2 separate regions of the Gasterosteus aculeatus genome follow, and region 2 is linked to region 1. The links are chromatin contacts, called in public Hi-C maps. All regions are on one chromosome and are shown on one strand. Each heading gives the region's core, a stretch centred on a gene start, on an enhancer-like site or on the middle of the called end of the contact. The rest is flanking DNA. Distances are from core to core; before and after follow the strand shown. Region 1 holds the start of pofut1 (protein O-fucosyltransferase 1). Region 2 overlaps plagl2 (pleiomorphic adenoma gene-like 2).

Region 1 (2,801 bases), core at 92-2,591:
CTCACTGTAGGGAACGTGCACCTGAAACAATGGAGAAGAAAAGCACGGTCCAGAGAGGGTTCAAAGAGCAGGGCTGGGGATATTCAAAACTGTTGTTGTGAACATATCATGATAAGATTAGAGGCAATGTGTTATTCCGTCTCTTAATACTAGCCATCTTTTCTGACCTCTCTGTAAACATGCAGGTGTATTTCTGGGGGACCTTTTCTTATTTTTGGTTCTAGTGAGTGTTTCCAGCAGCAGGGCGGTGTAAGTGGGTCTGACTTGAATTGTCTCAATGTTTTTCTTTGTCATTCAAAACCTCGGAAACCTCCATTTTCACATGATATAGAACAGTTTACTGTATCAATTCTCAATATACTTTTCTTTCTGTACATTGCAGCTGTACATTAGACACCATTCTTGCTCGATTTGAATTTCACATTTTAAATTTGAGTTATAAGAATTTTCTTATACTATTCACTTCACACCCAGCTTTTAAAAACGATTTATAGGACTCTGCTGCTGTAACATCATCGGGACTTGAAGAAATAACCTATCGATCTACTCAGTCGTCACGTTGTGGAGCAGCAATGGGTGACAGTACTCACATTGGTGTAAGGGGGCGCGTGGTGGCGATACACGATCCACGGAGGGACCGCCAGCGTTCGGTTCAGCATCTTTGCAAAGGCGAGAGATCCCAGGAAGTGATCTGCCTGGTTTCCGAAGCGACCTGAACAATAACAGCGGGACACTCTATGCTCTCGGTGTACTCCTTACTCACAAGAAAACCGAGACAGTACCTGGAGGGCAGGTGGGGACCTCCCGGTCACACCGCGCGCTAGAAACAGCTGTTTACATGTCAGTTAGCTGCTAAGTAGCTAACGCACTGCTCTGCACTGTTCAAGCTTTTCCAAAGTTTCTACTTATGTTTCTCTCTATTAAACTCCAAACCGTGCAGCGTAGCTCGGGGGTTTCATATTTACGTTTACATAAGTAACGTTAGCGATAACAAAACCGTCTGAATGAGAGGCGTTGGGGACGGGATAGCTTGGCTCTTACCCATGCACGGGCAGTACAGCACGTAGCCGCTCGGATCCCACGTCAGCTCCCCGCCGAAAGTCCGCCATGGTTGGAGTAGAAGGGCCAAAAGTAAACTGGTTAGTTTGAGGGCATGAAGTGCTTGTTGCTTAACCGCCATTGTGGTTCATTTTAGATCCCAGAATGCACCGGTGTAAAGTCCGCTTCGTTGGTTCTAACGAGGAGGGTGAAACGCGCGTCGAACACCGCTACCTCCGCCCGGTGGACCGGAGGTTTTAGGAGCGTAGTGGACTCTTCATTAGGCAGAAGGAACATATTGACGCCATGACAGGGAATTAGCACAATAAAAGAAAGGATTTAATTAAACAACCTTGAGATAACATTTTATTGAAAAAAGGAAAAACAACTTTTTTATAAGAGAACGATCGGGTAGAAGATTGACAGTACATAGATGTTAGCTTTTTATTTGTCAAATAATCAGTAGCAATAACAAAATAAAACAATTCTTTTACATAAGACATTTTAACATTTTTTTTCAAACCACTCAGGTCGGCTAATAAATCTTTTTTTCATTTTTAGTATTTCTGTCATCAAGTATTTCTGTCATCTGGACATCCGGTCCCCCACTGACTGACTATAACATTCCACCGGTCACTCACCTTCACACTGCACATGTCACTTTAACTGTAATTTATCACTTTGTCGTCACTCGTCACTTTGTTACTTGTTCGTTAGTGCACTTTATGCTTAACATTCTCTTTAACTTTTTTAATATTTAATTTTTTTTACTTTATTCCCTTGTTTTATACTAACCCATAGCCTTAGTCTACAAACCCTTGCATTAGCATCTCATTTTACTTTATTTTATTACTTGTGCACTGCTTTTCTTGTCTATTGTCGCACTGTCCACTGTCGCGCACCAACCGCCAAGACAAATTCCTTGTATGTTTGGCATGTTTTGGTAATAAATGTTTCCTGATTCCTGATTCCTGGACCCTTTTTGCGGTTAATAAACATGAATGAAGTATGCCAATTTGGTACAGCAAAATACCTTCATTTAGTGGAGAGACCTTTTTAAAACATCACATGGTTTTGTATACTCTTGTGTGAATGAAAACTACTGAGTATTTCTTCAGATATTGCTTTCTTTTAAAAATCGGAGTCAGTTGTACTGGTTATTATTTATTTGGACGACATATTTGTGTACTACGATATCTTAATATACAACTTTGTCGCAATTAGATTCCATTGGTAGACAATTGATTATCATATAGAATTGTCAACGGGCTCCTGATACAGACCTTCCTGCTTGCCCTCAGGATTCCCCATCTGGAAACCCAACAGAGCCAATCATCATGTCCGATGATAAAAGGAGCAATCCTCCTCATTAGAAGCTCATACATGTGTGATCAACTTGCACAAATCCAGCGAGTAAAACGTGGCCGGGGTGCGGCCTCCAACTCTCTGCCAGCCTGCCTCGTTTGTCTGAAGGGAGCCATAATTGCTTAAACGTGTCACATTAAAGAGATCATTTATCTGGGCGTTGTGGTCGCTCCAATCTGCAGGCAATTTGTTGTCCATTGTCAGCCCGAGAACCGAGGGCGTGTCAGCCAATGGTGGTGGTAGAATGTTACCCTCTAAGAAATAACACCACACATCCGTTTTATCAGTTCAAACCATAACTCGTGACTTTTGTGTCGCTAGGTCTTCACATGAGCTTTTGGAGACCACTCGGGCCCTGTTGGCTTTGAACAGTTCCCTAAACCCCCTCCACATCCTCC
Region 2 (2,801 bases), core at 225-2,724, 45 kb after region 1:
CAGGCGACATCCACATGTAGTTTTATATATTTCTAGCTTAATGTAAGTCTTGCATTCCAAACTCTTTGTGTATCTCGTTTAGGGACATAGCCCATCTTATTTTTATCACTTTCTATACAGCCACATCTGGAATAAAAAGGGTGAACGAAAATAGAATATTTGCATTCACTTACACTATTTTATATAGCATGGAGTTTATCAACTACAGGGAGAATTATATAAATGATGTGCTTTGGAGAAAAAGAAATGAGAAGTCTTGCTTTTTTGTTACATATCTCACATGCGATCAGTTGCTGCAGTGTAGAAGGGACAGATTTGTATATTGGTTGATCCAAAGAGATGATGAACACAACAATAGAACTATTGACTTATTGTACAGTACAGTGTATCTTTGAGTTGTCATGTGTTATGTTGAAATAATTAAAAGACAAACCAGCGGTTTCATACCCTCTCTGCATTCAATTTGTTTTTATTTTGAATTATTTGTGTCTTTTTTGTTTTTGAACTGTAAACAAAAGAATATAACAAAATTCATAATTAAATATTAGATTGAGTTGTGAGCTTTCCTACATTGTTTCAAGAGTGTGTGGATGAAGAACGAGGTTGAAACATGTCAACCATAGTTAGTGCTTGCTAGTTAGCTAGCTAGCCAGCAAGCTAGCTAGCTTGATTTTATGCTAGGTAACAGAACATAGAAAGCTCAAAATGATGGGGGGCTTCATCTCCTAATATTTAGCTTGGCTTCACTGGTTTTGAAATAATGTTTCCGCCAGCCATGACCTGTTAATTTACCTCATGCTAATATTAGTGTGGGGATCCTCGCAGGGGCATGACTGGTTAATAGCTAGTGTGATGATCTGATAAGAGATTTCACAAAATAGGCTAAATGAATAACGGGAAACCACCCTGAGCTAACAACAACTGATAAATAAACTATAAATCAAGTCTCATGATTTACCCTGTTGGTTATCCTGCCTCCTGCCTTTTTAGGGTGAGGGTGGAGGATGTGTGGTTTCCCATTCTATGGTTTTGTGGTCTATTTGTAAGGAAGTCCATAATTCATGAGCGCAGTGGATAATCCAAGGTTATTGAGTTTTTCAACCAGTTTATGGGAGACTATTGTGCCCAGATGGTTGATGTAATCAACAAATAGCATCCTGGTGTAGGTGTTTGAATGCTCCAGATGGGATAGGGATGTTGGAAGCGCAATTGAGACCGCATCCTCCCTAGATGTGTTTCCTCAGTAAGCAGGCTGCCCAGTTCTGACTGTTTTTGGGGCACATGGTAATGGTAGTGGATATGAGTGGGGACAACAGAGTGTTGCAGTGAGAGGTTAAAGATGTTGTTTAACACATCTGCTAGTTGGGCGGCACATGGCTCCAGTGTGCGGCCTGATACCCTCGTCCTGCTGCTTTGCTGGTTAATCATCATCAGACTGGGTCTCACCTAATGGCGCTGTAGGACAGTACAGGGTCTTACCTTGGTGGTCGTGTTGTAGTGGTTTTCCTCTTGCGCACCCCTAGAGGCAGCTCATACCACACTGGATACAGCTGGATCTGGCCCGTCGGGAGGTCCAGCTCGGCCCGCTGGATGACTTTGCTAGTGTGAGTAAAAATTGCTCCTATTCTTTAATCAGTCCACTGGGGGTCACACTGTTTGAGTAGGCGCGAAACACTCTGACCGTTATACCAGCTGCCACTTTTTCGCTCAGGAAATAGGGCAGCAGCGTTGAGCAGACCCCCAGCACCCCCCAACCCCAGCCTGCCGGACCATTGCCTATGATTTAACTGGTCTGGCCCACTTGAGATGGAAGAGGCTGAGTGACACCCTGATTTAACCTTTTGTCACTCACTGTCTGACACTCACTCACACTCTGACAGCTAGCAGGCCTTCGGGAGACATAAAACACAAAAGGCTCCTCTAGAGTTTGTTCCGTGTGGGCCTCTGTGGAAACACGATAGATATGAAATACGAAGGGCTCATTCTAAGCGAAAACTACCACTTAGTTCTGCATATTAAATTCAAGTCGGAAAAAAAAAAGAAAATTTTTAAAAAAACGTTACTTGTCATCACTTTATTGTTTTGTCATTGTACATTTTGTAATTGGACATTCTGTAAAAGAAAAAGAGAAAAGTAACTATCTAGTTCCTTTCAGTCATCATGAGCATCATGCTTTTGGCGAAGCGATGACGGGACCGTTACAGAGCGCCACAAAACAGCAAAACGCAACCATAATAGAGCTGCTTCCTTTTTAAATTTACATTGTAAACCCTTAGCCCATACATACACACGCATGACCCCGGGCCTTCAAAAAAAACAAAAAACGTGACTTAAAGCGGTTAAATTTAAATGGAGGAAATCCTCTGGAGCTTTATGGATAAAAAAAACAACTCTCTTCAAGCAGCTCAATGTGTATGGGTAGGCCCGATTCAAATAAAGGAAGTAGAGGACATGGAAGGAGGAGTGACGCCCTTTTAACCTTCTCGCCCCTGGAGAAAGGGTTGATTTGGGCACCTCGTCTTTGATGGTAAAATCACTTTGATGGTAACCATGAAGACAATGATAGACTAAAAGGAATGTCCTGTTTATTTGATCAGCACGTATCATCTCGGCTCATCGGGCCCATAACATCCCCCATCGGAATGAACTTTAATGAAGTACCAGTGTGATCGGGTCAGAGGGCAGCAGGGAAGGAGGTCAGTGCTGATTTGATCACGATCAAGGAAGGCCCATTTTGTAAAATACGCTCCTTCCCTTTCTGCTATTCGGATGCAAATCAGCTGCACTGGCTGGATTTGGTC

What was found. Hi-C and Micro-C count contacts between places; a contact is called where the count stands out from the background.
Region 2: a contact with region 1 is called in a Hi-C map of liver, with 2.1 times the contacts expected there. The contact joins the enhancer-like site here to the promoter of pofut1 in region 1. A contact is called at or near these places in 2 of 6 Hi-C or Micro-C datasets (liver and skeletal muscle).

What each region holds. Positions count from the first base shown.
Region 1 is chr2:19,480,881-19,483,681 of fGasAcu3.hap1.1, forward strand. It overlaps pofut1 (protein O-fucosyltransferase 1), which reads right to left and starts at 1,342. Exons shown (of 7, transcript XM_040192411.2): 1 at 1,042-1,342; 2 at 591-712; 3 at 1-21. The coding sequence starts at 1,180.
Region 2 is chr2:19,525,992-19,528,792 of fGasAcu3.hap1.1, forward strand. It overlaps plagl2 (pleiomorphic adenoma gene-like 2), which reads left to right. Exons shown (of 4, transcript XM_040193717.2): 4 at 1-449. tm9sf4 (transmembrane 9 superfamily protein member 4) reads right to left here. Exons shown (of 18, transcript XM_040192451.2): 18 at 2,046-2,801. Among protein-coding and RNA genes, the nearest start is that of tm9sf4, 17 kb to the right of the region's middle. Within about 2 kb of position 1,475, at least 2 of the 9 cell types and tissues checked have open chromatin away from gene starts, as enhancers often do. A contact at or near this core is called in liver, where this site is marked.